Linked DNA regions of Zea mays: region 1 is linked to region 2. Evidence: chromatin contacts called from public Hi-C data. All regions are on one chromosome and are shown on one strand. Each heading gives the region's core, a stretch centred on a gene start, on an enhancer-like site or on the middle of the called end of the contact. The rest is flanking DNA. Distances are from core to core; before and after follow the strand shown.

The links. Hi-C and Micro-C count contacts between places; a contact is called where the count stands out from the background.
Region 1: a contact with region 2 is called in a Hi-C map of ear, with 2.2 times the contacts expected there. The contact joins the promoter of LOC103649724 here to the promoter of LOC542124 in region 2. A contact is called at or near these places in 3 of 25 Hi-C or Micro-C datasets (ear and leaf) and 1 of 3 datasets of contacts at active chromatin or transcription factors (leaf).

The regions. Positions count from the first base shown.
Region 1 is chr3:14,636,736-14,640,040 of Zm-B73-REFERENCE-NAM-5.0, reverse strand. LOC103649724 (receptor-like protein 11) reads right to left here and starts at 1,414. Exons shown (of 1, transcript XM_008675459.3): 1 at 1-1,414. The coding sequence starts at 1,332.
Region 2 is chr3:14,447,508-14,450,575 of Zm-B73-REFERENCE-NAM-5.0, reverse strand. It overlaps LOC542124 (single myb histone 6), which reads left to right and starts at 1,679. Exons shown (of 6, transcript NM_001111756.1): 1 at 1,679-1,777; 2 at 2,907-3,068. The coding sequence starts at 2,968.

The DNA of each region.
Region 1 (3,305 bases), core at 165-2,664, 190 kb before region 2:
AAAGTTGCATGCATACAATTTCAATGTACTCAGGTTCTTGAGGTTACCTATGAATGAAGGTATTTGGCCAGATAAGCCACAGCTCGAGAACTGTAGAGTCTCCAGAGAAGTTAAATTTGCGACCCAAGATGGTATTTCTCCTACCACACCAGCCCCAGAAACCTGTAATGATGTCAACGATCTGAGCTCACCGATCGAAGTGGGGAGGTGCTCCTGGTGTAGGTCGTCAGCTGCTGCAATACCTAATTTCTTGAGGGCTTTGAGATTACTTATTGAACTAGGAATGGGACCAGAGAAGTTAGTGTTGCTACAAAGCAGTTCCGTCATAATACTGGCAGATGAGAAGTTGGGCAGTAGACCGGATACTTTAGAATTATAACTGACATCAACAACCGTCAAGTTTCTGTTCTGGAAGATCCTCATGGGGAACCGTCCTTCGAGGCGATTATAGGCAAGACGAAGAACACTGAGGGAAGGCATGTCAGCGAAGGACTCTGGAATCCGGCCGTACACTTTGTTGTAGTTCAGGTTGATCTTGGTCAGCGAGCGAATGGCTGACAGCGACTCACAAATCGGAGCGTCGATGTGGGTGTTCTGTAGGCTGAGAACCTGGAGCTGGGGAGTGGAGTTAGCGAAGGCACTGCACCACGCTGCCCCGTTGCCAGACAAGTCGACGTTGCCGAGGTGAAGCTCCTTGAGGTTGCTGAGGTTGGCGACGAGCGCTCCGATGTCTGGCTCTACGATAGGCCACCTCCCATCCCCGAGCGGCAGGAAGTAGTCGTTGTCGCCCTCAACGAGGTAGATCCAGTTGGTGAAGTCCAGAGACACCAGCTTGCTGAGCCGCCGCATCCCGTGCGGTATCTTGCCTACGAAGTCGGTGTAGGAGAGGTTGAGGTGGGTGAGCTCGGTAAGCCGCTCGAACCCGGCGGCCGGGAGCTCTGACTCGTTGAAGGTGTTCGTGGACAAGTCCAGGTACCTCAGGGAGGTGAGGTCGAAAAGCGCCGGGTGGAGGCCGTCGCTCTGCAGCCCGCATTCGCCGAGGTCGAGGGTGGTGACGCGGCCGTCGGCGGCGGCGGCGCAGGCGACGCCCTCCCAGCGGCAGCAGTCCGTGCCGTTCCGCCACGACGCGAGGGTGCACGTGGAGTCGGTGGTGGTGGAGATGGAACGCCGGAGCCGGAGCAGCGCCGAGGACTGGTCCGGCCGGCACGGAGCGGCTGCCGGTGGCTTGGTAGTTTGGTTGCTGCTGGTGGCGAGGGAGCAGGAGAGTTGGTGGATTCCAAGGACAACGAACAGGCTCAGCAGGAGCTGCTGGTTGCTGGTACGGGAGACCATATTGAGAGCTCCAGAGTCCAGACTCGTTCCTCTTGTTGCCCACGCCTCGAGGGGTGGCACGCGCAATATCGTGCTAGTGTTTCTTCTCTCTGATTATTTGACTGCATTCTTGTATATAAGTATAAACCATGGCACACGCACACGCACACGCAAGCACAAAACAAGTTCATCTGAACGCATAGTTTATTTCTTAATTTTTTAGTCTTTTCTTTCTCGTATAGAAAAGGGGCTTTGAGCATAAACACCACTTTACTACACTATGGATCCTACAGATAACTTATTACGTCTTACAAATTAGTAAGCACTAATAAAGTTATACTCTACGTGCTATTTATTTGTACAAATAAATAAGCACTACGGATCTTATGTATATTAACGTTAGGTGCTGACATAAGCTACGTGCTATCCAAGAATGCAGAAAAGACCAAAGAGAAGAAACACAACACGGTAGCTACTGGATAATTTATTTAAAAAAAACTAGTGGACAAAATATTAGCTTCATCAACTCCTAATTAGAGGGGAAAACAAATTCTTCTCGCTGCTAGCTACAGGATAGGGATGAGTCAAGTGTGTTTGATGTAACAACTAAAATTTTGCCACTCATAGTGTCGGAGACCATAATTAGGGGTACCCTCAAGACGCCTAATTCTCAGCTGGTAACCCCCATCAGCATAAAGCTGCAAAGGCCTGATGGGTACGATTAAGTCAGGGATCAGTCCACGCGAGTGACTCGATCACGCTTCACCCGAGCCTAGCCTCGGCCAAGGGCAGCCGACCTCGAGAGACCTCCGTCTCGCCCGAGGCCCCCCTTTTTACGGCGGACACATCACCGGCTCGCCCAAGGCCTTGGCTTCGCTCAGAAGCGACCTTGACTAAATCGCCACACCGACTGACCAAATTGCAGGAGCATTTAACGCAAAGGCGGCCTGACACCTTTATCCTGACACGCGCCCCCGGCAGAGCCGAAGTGACCGCCGTCACTCCACCGCTCCACTGGCCAGTCTGACAGAAGGACAGCGCCGCCTGCGCCACTCCGACTGCGGTGCCACTCGACAGAGTGAGTCTGACAGGCAGTCAGGCCTTGCCAAAAGCGCCACGGCGAACTCCGCTCCGCCCGACCCCAGGGCTCGGACTCGGGCTAAGACCCGGAAGACGGCGAACTCCGTTCCGCCCGACCCAAGGGCTCGGACTCGGGCTAAGACCCGGAAGACGGCGAACTCCGCTCCGCCCGACCCCAGGGCTCGGACTCGGGCTAAGACCCGGAAGACGGCGAACTCCGCTCCGCCCGACCCCAGGGCTCGGACTCGGGCTAAGACCCGGAAGACGGCGAACTCCGCTCCGCCCGACCCCAGGGCTCGGACTCGGGCTAAGACCCGGAAGACGGCGAACTCCGCTCCGCCCGACCCCAGGGCTCGGACTCGGGCTAACACCCGGAAGACGACGAAACTCCGCCTCGCCCGACCCCAGGGCTCGGACTCCGCCCTGGCCTCGGCCGAACGACTTCCGCCTCGCCCGACCCCATGGCTCGGGCTCGGCCACGGCCACAGAAGACAGACTCAACCTCGGCTTCGGAGGAACCCCCACGTCACCCTGCCTAGGGCACAGACCCGCCACGTCAACAGGAAGCGCCATCATCATCCTACCCCGAATCGACTCGGGTCACGGAGAACAAGACCGGCGTCCCATCCGGCCAGCTCCGCCGGAGCGGCAATGATGGCGCTCCACGAGCTCTGTGACGACGGCGGCCCCCAGCTCTCTTACGGAAGCAGGACGACGTCAGCAGGGACTCGACCGCTCCGACAGTTGTCCCTCTGCCAGGCTCCGCCGCACCTCCGACAGCCACGACATCACGCCAGCAGGGTGCCAAGATCTCTCCGGCTGCCACATTGGCATGTACCTAGGGCGCTAGCTCTCCCTCCGCTAGACATGTAGCACTCTGCTACACCCCCCATTGTACACCTGGATCCTCTCCT
Region 2 (3,068 bases), core at 430-2,929:
GGCCTTGTTGCAGACCAAGTTGGCCTTCGCTCTGCATGAGCGCAATCTCTTGCTCAAGCTCCTGAGCCTTCCGCTCCTCGTCACGTATCATCTGGCGCACCTTGGCTTGCGCAGAGACACGTTGGCGCTTGGCCTCGAGGATCTCCTTCTCCTTCTGGAGGTTGCGGTTCTTGATGCGCAAGGCCCGCAGCTGTAGCTGTTCTTCTGCTGAAACGCCGATGGCTTCGCCATCCTCAGTGGCGTCCGCGCCCTCCGGTAGAGCGAAGCCTGGGGGGTTGCGGCTGTCCTCTGGAGCTGCAGGTGCGGAGGCTGCCTTCGGGTGTGGGTTGTTCATTGCGCTGCCTCTTGCTGAGTGCGTCGTCTTCGCAGGCTTCTTGGTGGGTGGTGTCGACAAGGGCCTTGCCCTTTTTCTCGGCCAACAGCGCTGCCTTCGCTGCTTCGTCAACGGATGGGGCTGCCTTCGAGCTAGCTCTCTTGGGTGCCATCGCGGGTGGTTTTTTCGTAGCACGAACGGTGGGCGCCAAATGTTGGAACTCGCCACGAGGGCAGCATCTCCACCATCTAGCGATAGTCGAACTGGTCCCTCAGAGGGCAAATGTTGGGGCGAAGGCGAAGCCGCTACCCTTCGCTCGATGCCTTCGTCGATCTCGCCGCACCAACGGAGGCAAAGCGACCGGCAGTTTCCACCCTTCGTCCAACACGCTGCAAGACGAAGGCCTACGACGAGGTCGCCCCGTCTAGCTCAGTCGGTAGAGCACAAGGCTCTTAACCTTGTGGTCGTGGGTTCGGGCTCTACGGTGGGCGTCAAATGTTGGAACTTGCTCCCCCGAGCAAGATGATCCAACGGGGGAGTGAAAGTAATGCAAAAAGGTTTTAGCTCAGGAAGGCAATTGCTCTGTTAATCCAGTCTCTCAAGGGCACTGTGCAGGGGTATTTATAGGTGCCTGAGTACCCAGCGTCTTGGATTAAGGACGCATGTGCCCTCAGGCGCCTAGGTCATCCCCGAAATATTCCAATAAAGCAGGGTTACAGACTGTCATTACAGAAAAGTCTTTACAAATCGGGCCCGTAATACACTCAGCCGACCGGGGCCTGTTACAATGAGCCGAATTCCGCGTGGGCCTTCGTGTTGGACGAGGCCGCGAGACGGAGCGACCTCGTCGTAGGCCTTCGTCTTGCGGCGTGTTGGACGAAGGGTGGAAACTGCCGGTCGCTTTACCTCCGTTGGTGCGGCGAGATCGGCGAAGGCATCGAGCGAAGGGTAGCGGCTTCGCCTTCACCCCAACAACGTGCTCTCCAATGATGAGACCATACAGAGCGTGACATATATCGAAGTCTGCATGATACTGATGGTTTCAATGTAGTGGTGAAACAGATATATTATAAATAACAAAATTTATGTATGGCCAGAATCACAAATTGATTATGAAACATTTTCTCGTAACGGTATAACACACATTTTATATATAAGTTATCGTAGTATACTAATATTATATATTCTCGTTGCAACGCACGGTCATTCAGCTATCATCTAAAAAGGCTAATATAATAAAAAAAAACTGCGCGCACTGCTGTCACCGCGGCGGAGGGAAAAATCGGGCGTACCCCGGTGCCCGTTCACCGCCGTTCACGCCGCGTGTGCGCTCTGGCTCTGCCGCTCTCTCTCTCTCCTGCGCGTGGCGCAACTGCCGTCCTATACCAGGCGCCCAGGTCTAGCCTCGTCGGTGCCTTCGCCAGGTCTTTCTCGGGCCCTTCGCCAACGACGAGCGCCCGCTAGGTATGTGGATCCCTTCTCTGCCCTACCAGTTGTGAGAAACCAAGCACCCGAACCCTAAGTTAACCTATATGGGTATTTGTATATTCGGATCTGATCTAATTGCATTATTGCAAGCGTATACATGTATTATGCGTACCAACTGCGATTTTTTGGCAGAAAGTATCGGGCGAACATTGTACATTTGCACACCCATGTACTTTACTGGCTCTGCCCCTGAACTCACCATCTTCCTGTGTTGATAATTTGTTAAGTTTGTTTGGATTTGTTAGAAAGGGCACCCATGGAGTTTAAGAAATGGAGATGGTTAAGCAGTTCCTTTCAATGCTCCCATGTTGTCTTATGTCCTACATCAATGTTTGTATTGGTTTGTTTTGGTACCATAGGAGGTTAGTTCATGCTGGCATAGCAATGGAATTATTAAATAGAAATGCACAAGCTTATTGAGATATGATTGGATTGGTGTTCACCACTTCTCTGACAAAAAAAGGCAGTTCTGAATTTGCTTTGTAAGCTCTAGTTTGAAGCTCTGTTTGGTCACATCACAGAGGCCATTTTATGCCATTTTGTCTCATATGTACTCCCACACAGTCACAGATAAGTGATGTTTTGGGTTGTGTGCAAAGAACCAACCTAATCTTGGTCCGCAAATCATTCATAAATATATCACGACAGGAACTAGTAGTCAAAGTTATGTATTCAGGACAGTGCCGATGTCTATAACACCACTTTTGTCCGAAGGGAGTAATACTACGATGGATATCATAATCTCTATTCATGAACAGTAATGGAGCCTTTGGAAATCAGCAAATATCTTCAGTAATTTCTAGGCCTGTACATATTTTTATGTTGTACATTAGACTCCCTCTCCAATATTCGGTATATTTAAGTTGTACTTCAAACCTGATTTTCTTCTTTAGCCAATCATGGCAGGATCTTTTACATATTAAAACAAGAACTTATTTGTGATAAGTTTTTGCACATTATGGATTTGTTTGTTGCCAAAATATTCATGGAATTGAGTTTTCAGATGATTCAATGTTTGCAGCAGTGTTAATCTATTATAGTACAACAGTGGCTATATTCTTTTTTTGTTTTACAATGCTTTAATGGATTGAATTTCACAATCCAGGTTAGAAGGTATGCATTCGTGTTCATAATATTGTATTTGACTAAAAAGACTGGGCCTACGCATGGGGGCTCCAAAACAGAGGTGGACTTCTGAGGAAGAGGCTGCTCTTAGAGCTGGAGTAGCCAGACATGGAGTTGGAAATTGGCGCATGATATTGAATGA